Linked DNA regions of Mus musculus: region 1 is linked to region 2. The links are chromatin contacts, called in public promoter capture Hi-C maps. All regions are on one chromosome and are shown on one strand. The core of a region is the stretch at or near the end of the contact, and the rest is flanking DNA. Distances in the headings are between cores, read along the strand shown.

Region 1 (4,451 bases), core at 162-2,661, 130 kb after region 2:
CCTGAGGTTAGTTACAATATTATTTGTTGGTGTGGTTTCTTCCTCTTTTCTCCATCTGGTAGAGCTTAGAATATGCAGAGGGTTATCTGGAGTTCAGTTACTCTGTTTTCAGGCCAGGAACACCACAGGAAATGTTGGCAGAATGTGCTAGTCCGTTTCCATTTGTCCCTAATGACCCCACCAGCTACTCCTTATGTCTCAGGAAGCTAAACACAAATGAATACATTTTCCGGGCAAACTGAGCCTCTGAGACACATGGGTTATGGTCAGAAGTATAATTCAGATCCCTTATGTGTCTTAGATTGATAAAACTTGATGATCTGTATACCAGCCCTTCGCTGTAGTGAGGCAGACCACGAAGTCCCAGTGAACATTCTCCTTACTGTTTTAGGCCATAGGGTGACAGCAGCCCTGTAGTACATATGTCAACATTGATCCCCTTCTTTCTTTCCTATTAACCTTTTCCAAAACTGTAGTCCTATTAGTAAGTTCCCTTATATCACCTCCTGAATGTGCCATTTGTGATGAAGAACGATTGATCCAGTGAGACTCTAAAAATAAATAAATAAATAAATAAAAGAACACAATTGAGAAATGACCTTTGGACATAAGGACAAGTAGCCTAGAAATAAATGGTGTCTAAGAGATCAGAGTTCTCAGTACAAATGCTGTAGTCACAGGATGTGCTGAAACTGGTCATCCATCCATTAAATAATTGATTCCTCCTGCAAGAGCAAAGTTACCTCTGGACAATGCTGCCAGGAAAACCCAACCTTCATGTCCAATATGGAAATGCAATGGATAGAGATGGCTGTGATTCCCAACACTCCCAGATTATGGCTTTCAAGAAGCAAGTGTGGGTTCTTCACCTTCTCTTTCCCTTTCCCATCATGGCTCCAATATTCCAGAAGATGAAAGAAACCCAGGCCCCTTTTGGGAGAACTAGTATCTCTGGGTACAAACTATGAGGGAGATCTAAATGTTGCCAGTGTTGACTGGTATTTTGAAGTTTACTTATAATAACAGTCAGTATTACCCTAATCAGCAGACTGATTGGAAATAAATTTAGGGATGAAATCTCTCCTAAGCTTTCTTGTTTGGAAATCCAAAAGCTATGTACAAGTTGATTTGTCTAGATTTAATGGCCTTTATCTTTATTCGCTGCATCATCTTTTTGCTTCATAGTTTATAGCAAATAGAAGTCCATACTGTGCAGCTTACCTCCAGCATCTGATACTATGTGGAAAGCAGAGCAACAGTTTAATTTGGTAGTAGCTATTTTGAGCTCAATAATTCTCATTTCTTCATTATTGAGTTATGTTTCAGTATAAGCTTCAAAAGTTCCACTTTCTGGATGATGAACATCCTTTAATCCCTGTTGCATTTTACCACTGTGAAAAAGTAGCCAGTTCCATTTCTTGTACCAACCTACTCCTAACTACAACCGAAGTTCTTTGTGCCAGGCTCCTATGTAGACTGCTTCACCACTCCAAGCACCTTCAGCATGCATGCGGAAGAAATATATACCTCTCTTCAGTGGGACATTCCTACCTCAGAGGCCTCTCAGAAGTGCCAATCCCCTAGCAAATGTTCAGGTAATAAATTTAGAATGCTTAGTTGAAAACTATAATTTTTTTCTGTTTGTATACTGTGATAAAACCAAGTGTTTCTCCTAATCTGAGATAACCTCTTTAGCATATTCTAGTGTGCCTGACACATTCGTCAGCATGGAGGAGTAAGTGAAGGGCACTCAGATCAGGAAATGAGATATATTCTCTCAATTTGCAAAAAGTAAAAGAAATCATACCACTTAAATTATTTTAGCTTTTACTTAAAACAGGCAGCAAATTATCTGAAAAATAGTAAGAAATGTTGAAAAACTAGGAAAAAATGTCTTCAGCTGATGCAGTTATGTTTTTAGTATTTGATAATTGTTTCTACATCTTATGCTACCTTTTATTTTTACAACTCTACAGTGCAAAAAGATTTGCAAATATATGTTTTTGTGTATTTTTATTGTCACTTCTTTAATTCATCAACTAGGTGTCATACATAACCTCATACAACAAATAATTAGGTGGGCTTAAAAAGCATTTTATTATATTTTCCCAAGTAGTTTCATTAATTAGTCTTTAGTATCGACTTGTTACAAATTAACTAAGTGAAGCTAACTTTCCTAAATCAGATCTCTAATATAGTATTAGCTTCAGAATATCTTTTGTCACATAAAACACCATTTCAAGGTTTCAGGGATGACCCAGAGTCATCTCAGGCAAGACATTATCAGGCCTATTAAAATATGTAAGGACAATTTTTTATTAGTATGAATAATGTAATAAGCCAAATAACTCACTTTTCTTCCTGGACGAATTGTATAATTAGCCGGAAATGTTTGTTCATTTTTCTAAATTACTCATTAAAATTAAAAATACTTCAATGAATCATGTTCAAGAGATGCTGAAAACAGGTAAGAGAGTCTTCATGTTAAGAATAGAAGGTTTTCTGGTTGGTATGAATGAGATTATTGAAAAATACTAGATAGGTAGACAGACAGATAGACAGATGGAATTAATTTTTAAAATCACAATAGTGTACATTAGGATTGAAGAGAGGTGTTATTAAGTCTATTGTATTTGGTATTTTCCAAGTCAGATATAGCCCATGCTATAAGGTTCATCTGAGAGAATTTAAGCAAAGATTTTCTTAGAGTTTCAAATCTTTGCATTTCTCCAGTAGGAAGGCCCAATCCTTCCACTTATCCTGACATTATTACACCTTGAAAATACTTTCTCTAACTCATGTCATTGCCTGATTTCACATTCAGGAGCATGGTGTGTTGTGACGATGATTTCCTGTGTGGTCTGTATGGGCTTGTTAGCAACGTCCATTTTCTTGGGCATCAAGTGTAAGTACAAAAGCATATCTTCAGTGTTACCTGTTAACAACACGGGTTATGAATTGTTGTATTATTATTTTAAAAGTTCACATGTATAAATGTATGAATAAATAAATTAAGATCTATGTAAGCACACGTAAATGGTATACAGTCAGTTAGACTTATATTAAGAAGGAGTTCACATGGCGAGATAAAAGAGTCTGGTAAAAAGAATGCAATTAATTTTTCTAGAACCACTGTATCACTGTAGAGTGATGTATTTATGTGGTGTTTCCCATGAAAGCAGAAGGTTAACAATCTATTTATAGATTGTAAACTATTTATAGTTTTTGAAAGATAATCTACAAATTATATTCATATATGTACAGGCACACTGCACATGTGGACACAGGATTTTAACAAGTACAAGCTAGATGTTAGCCAGCAAAGCTTGAGTAGCCATTTCCAAAGTGTGTGCAGACTTGTCTCTTTCCCTCATCCTCTTGTGTTTCTGGGTTTTCTTTAACACCATATGCCAATTAAGTATTAATTTGAAAACATTATAGTATAAACATATTTCCAAAGAGATCAGTTTTCTTTGTGCCCTTTCCATATATTTTCATTTTTCCAACTCATCCTTTAGCTACAGTGTGTAGCATAATATACCCAGTAATTTTGTTTGGGAGATTTAGAAGTATTTGGTTCCAGTTTCCAAGGAGACAACATTTTTCAGTCATTATTCCTAACTTGTTGAAAATTAATTACAATTCAAACACCAATAAAGGTAAAATGTTTGCTTCTTATCTAGAGTAAAACTCCAAGCACAAGTCTTCCATTCTCATGTCTATTACCATATGATGCACTTAATGCCATGTTCTCTGTCCATTACCATCTGATGCACCCCATGCCATCCAGAGTATAATAGCAAAGCAGATACGACTTAAAATAGAGCTCATCCAGTAAAGTTCATCAAAATATGAAAAGGATGTCTCAGGTTTCTAAAAAGATTATTACATTTCAATTGCTATCTCTACCAGGTTATTAATATTATAAAGTAAAGGATACTAGTTCTTCACTCCTAACTCTAGGTAATGTCCAAGTCAAAGTAGAAACAACAACAAAAAAGGGAAGAAATTCATTCTCCAAGTATATACAGAGTTCTTAGATTTAAGATTTAACAAGTAATTAATAAAAGTAAATGCTGATGAGACACACCTACCTTAACATAAAAGTGGCTGAACATACAAGACAGGAGAAGGAAGTACTTGCAAACCACATACCCAATAATATACTTGAACCTAAAGTTGATAAAACTCTGTAAGAACTCAACAAGCAACCAAGCCATTCCGTTGTCAGATGGAAAAATAACATGACAACACATTTCTCCAAACAACATAAGGAAGTGCCAGGCAAGGATGAAAAACAAGGTTTAAGATCTTTAGCTATTAGGACAAAACCATCTAAAACCCTAGTGAGGCATAATACATGCACCAAAGAGCTGATAGTCAAAACCAGTGACATGACGTGTTTGATGGGTCTGTGAAGCCAAATCCCAGGTAGGGCTGTAAAGTCATTC
Region 2 (4,506 bases), core at 115-2,614:
AGCCTGTTGATTCCACTGCTGCTGTGTTGCTAAGGTCATGGCCGTGAGAACATAAGTTAAATATACAAAGGTAGATGGAGCTGACCCCAGGCCAGGTCAGGAATTTCTGCATTTGGTCTTTCCTTCATTCCACTATTTATTATAGTTTCATTATTATCTGCTTTTTAAAAAAAATTTAAGTGAGACATATAGGTATGGGTTGCTTAGGTATCTAAAAATGAATATTGTAGACTTTATATCTATGTTTTTGACTTCATGCTCTCAAAGAAGGGATGAGATTTTAAAGGTAACTGAGACTTTTAAAAAATTTTTTATTTTTAATTTTTTTACACAACAAGACAACTTGACAGAGAAACTCAGAAAATAATTCGTTCCTCACCAACTATCTTGGCGGTGTTGGTCATAGCAAATCCCTTTATTAACTGGATCGCTCGTGCTTTCAAATAACTCTCATTCCCAAGTGCTAAGTGCTGGAGGGCTCCTTACAACTCAGATAGAAACAGACAGAAGAGACAGAAATGTGAAGGGTGATCATGCTTTTGTAAAAAGGAAGAAAAATATATAGTCATAGAATTTGAAGTGATTCATTGGAGGAGAGAGACAGAACAAAATGTAAGGAGGAGATTCCATAGGTCTCTGCAGAAGATGACATTTTAATGACAGGGTTACATTCTAATGCATCACCATATGACACTGCACATGTTCAGGTGTGTGTAATGCTGTTTTCTCTGAGCCTGGAGACCCGAATGCTGCTAACCACTGGAGGATTCATGAGGAGAACACTAATGAGGGAATACACACAGAAAGCAGGCAAATGGATAAGGAAAGAGCAAGAACGTAACTCTTTGTGTGAAAAACAGAGTTCTTCATAAAGAAAAGGATAAAACTTACTGATGATGGTGGTTATGGGAAAACTATAGAGAATAACTAGGTCAAGCCAGGCAATTTATCATTTATCATTTAAATCCACGAGTTGAGATGTTACAAATCTATTCAAAGGAAAAGTCCTTTCAAGATCATCTGAAAGTCATATAGCTCTCTCTCATACAAGTATCTTGTCTTCTCATAGCTAGAGAGGTATTTACCTATGCCCAGTTTCTCTTTTACTGATTGAAACAGAACATAACCAAGTCCTCTGATAATCTCTCCATTCTCCGCTCTATTCCACACATCAAATGTAGAGATCATTCCAGAATGTAAGAAATCACATGACTTACCCTTCTGCCCTCTCTCCAGATGTGAAGAGCTATTTTCCGTTATAGAACAGTTTTCAGAATCCATCCTTTTTAATTTTTTTCCCCTCAAGGTCCCTGGCGACTCTCAAGTGGTCCACGGAGAGATGTAGCTGGAGCTGTCTTGTTCAGTGTCTTGATCTCGGAGGATTTCAGCCTTTATACTCGATTAGGCTCCACCCCTTCCTCCTACCCTGTACTCACTCAACTCAGCCAGTTCTCTTTAATTTATGCTCCAGCGGCCTAGACACTTCACCGTGTGTTGTTGTGGTGAGCTGCGGGTTTTCCCTGCTGTCTGAAATGTGCTTTCTCACAACTGTAGCTTCAAGAGGAAGAGATAAATGGGATTTTCCCAGAATCGAAGACATCCTTCCACAAACTTTTAAAAACACAAATAACTTAGGAAATGGTATAATCTAAACAAGGAGCTAAAAGTTTGAGATTGCTGTATTTGACATGGAAAAGCACTGGAAGAGAGAGTAAAACTTTTTCATGCAATCCTTTGCATTGGTTTCTTTGTATATGTAGGCAGGTACAGGCATTTATTGAATACCCATTATGTACCAGGTGCTGTTGGTGGCCAGAAGATGTACTGTTGAGTAGGGATTTTAAAATCTCTATCTTTGTGGCTCTCTCTCTCCCTCTCTCTCAATTGGACAAGTTTTATTTAGTTAATTATGGATTTAAAACGTGTGGCATTCACTTCTTTTTTCCCCAGAGACTAGTTCTTTCAAGTGTCAGGAGTTGCTTTAGTGCAGGAAACAGAAAGCTTGTGGTCTGAAACTTCCTCGGTGTGATCTAAAACTGTTTCTCTTCAGTTATCTATTTCATCATCCCTTGCTCATTTTCTTGTCATCCTCCACTGTCAAACTTACTTTGTCTCACTGCAGAATATCTCCTTCTATTTCCCCATGTCCTTTTCAGGTGTCTGTGGCCTCGGATATTTGGAAGATGATCCCTATACACATATCTTCCCATGATATCCATCTCATTCAGATAAGTTATTGAGCACCACATAAATGCAGAAAATGTCTGTTTTGGTAAGTCAAGTGTGAGGATCTTAAAAAATTACAAGCATGATTTCTTACATTCTGGAATGATCTCTACATTTGACATATGGAATAGAGCAGAGAATGGAGAGATTGTCAAAGGACCTGGAGTAAAGTTGTCTGGTTTGCCTTTGTGAAGATATAATGCTTAGGTTGCTTGGAAGGTACCGGCACAGACAACTGAGGTGAGCCAGCAGGTGGATTTGTCTGCTTGAGACACAGACAGGTACATGCTGGTCCTAATGTGCCTTTTTGTTCTCAGTATCTTTCCTGCACAGCAGCTGGGATGAGATTAAGTATGTCATATCATCTTGTTGAGAACATTCAGCTCACCAAAGGCTTCCTAATAAAGGTTCCTTAAAATCCAAAGACCTTACAGCCAAGAAGAACCTCTACATTGGCCTCTGGGCACTTCCTCTATTACTTTCCCTCTACAACAGAGAGCTTCTTCTTATTCCATAGGAGTGCCCAGGAGCCTGCCACTGCAGGGCCTTTAGGTCTTTCGGTTGTGTCTTAGCGGTTCTTTTTCCATATGCCTATGTGCCAGGTTTTCCCATAATAAATAAGGTAATTAATTCAGTATCAAGTGAAAAGCAGGAAGGTCCAGATACTCATGAATACCAAGAAGTGCTCTTCTGACTCATGCCTGTTGGATGGGATGAGGTTTTCATAGAGTTCAGAACTGACAAAAAATAGGCAGGGAGAGTCATCATAGCCAGCCTCTGCTATAAGTTGGCTCCTAACTAAGCTCTTTAAAGGAAAAGGGCAGCTCAAGTGAGTATTTTTTAATTTATTTACCTTTATTAAACTTAATTTTTAAAAATTGTATTATATTTATGTGTGTGTGAGTCATGTATGTGTGTGCTGGTTCCCACAGAGGACAGAAGAAGGCTCCATGGAGTTAGAGTCACAAGCAATGTGAGTTTCCTTAAGCTGGGAACTGAACTCTGATCCTCTGAAAGAACAATAAGAACTCTGTACTACTGAGTCATCACCTCTCAAGCCCCATATTTATTTATTTACGTTCATCTATCTATCTATCTATCTATCTATCTATCTATCTATCTATCTATCCATCTATCTATCTATCTATCTACCCATCCATCAATCATCCATCCATCCGGCTGTCAGTTCGTCTGTCCATCCGTCCGTCTGTCTGTCTGTACTACTGAGTCATCACCTCTCAAGCCCCATATTTACTTATTTACTTTCATCTGTCTGTCTGTCTGTCTGTCTGTCTGTCTGTCTGTCTGTCTACCCATCCACCAATCCATCAGTCTTAGTCAGGGTTTCTATTCCTGCACAAACATCATGACCAAGAAGCAAGTTAGGGAGGAAAGGGTTTATTCGACTTACACTTCCATGCTGCTGTTCATCACCAAAGGAAGTCAGGACTGGAACTCAAGCAGGTCAGGGAGCAGGAGCTGATGCAGAGGTCATGGAGGGATGTTCTTTACTGGCTTACCTCACCTGGATTTCTCAGCCTGCTCTCTTATAGAACCCAAGACTACCAGCCCAGAGATGGTCCCACCCACAAGGGGCCTTTCCCCTTGATCACTAATTGAGAAAATGCCTTACAGTTGGATCTCATGGAGGCATTTCCTCAACTGAAGCTCCTTTCTCTGTGATAACTCCAGCTGTGTCAAGTTGACACAAAACTAGCCAGTACACCATATATCATATCATATCATATCATATCATATCATATCATATCATATCATATCTATCTATCTATCTATCTATCTATCTATCTATCTGTCTATGGTGTGTGTGTGTATCATAGTGCATTTGTAGAAGTTAAACAACAACTTGTAGGACTCACACTAGTTCTTTCCTAACTAACCACAGAACTTCTGGGAATTATAATAAGCTGATTAAACTTAACAGCAATTACCTTTACCTCCTGAATTATTTCAACAGACCTTCTCCCCATTCGAGTTTTGTTGCAGAAACCAACTGCAGTTATGCTATGTATGTATGTATGTAGCTGCATTGACACAACAGGCACACAATGTCTTTAAGTGATAAGCAGGAGGCATGTCTCTAAGTATTGATGCTCAGTGATAAGCATGATGCAAGTTTCACTTTTTCACTTTTTTTTTGTGTTGCTGTGATGTACTTATTTTTAGTTTTTATTAAACATATTTTTGGATGTATTGACTTATTGGGGTAGGAGTTGGACATATGCCATGATGTGTGTCTTGAAATCAGAGGACAATTTGTGA

Evidence for each region. Capture Hi-C pulls out chosen DNA fragments and counts their contacts.
Region 1: a promoter capture Hi-C map of liver shows a contact between it and region 2. The contact joins the promoter of Clec9a here to the promoter of Cd69 in region 2. A contact is called at or near these places in 7 of 39 promoter capture datasets (the C10 cell line, the HPC-7 cell line, the SN4741 cell line and 3 more), 1 of 484 Hi-C or Micro-C datasets (nephron progenitors), 1 of 115 datasets of contacts at active chromatin or transcription factors (pancreatic cancer cells) and 3 of 9 other capture datasets (adipose tissue, liver and pancreatic islet).

Annotation. Positions count from the first base shown.
Region 1 is chr6:129,407,451-129,411,901 of GRCm38.p6, forward strand. It overlaps Clec9a (C-type lectin domain family 9, member a), which reads left to right and starts at 1,412. Exons shown (of 7, transcript NM_001205363.1): 1 at 1,412-1,595; 2 at 2,825-2,905. The coding sequence starts at 1,505. It also overlaps a transcript of Clec12b not described here.
Region 2 is chr6:129,274,005-129,278,510 of GRCm38.p6, forward strand. It overlaps Cd69 (CD69 antigen), which reads right to left and starts at 1,365. Exons shown (of 5, transcript NM_001033122.4): 1 at 1,218-1,365. The coding sequence starts at 1,281.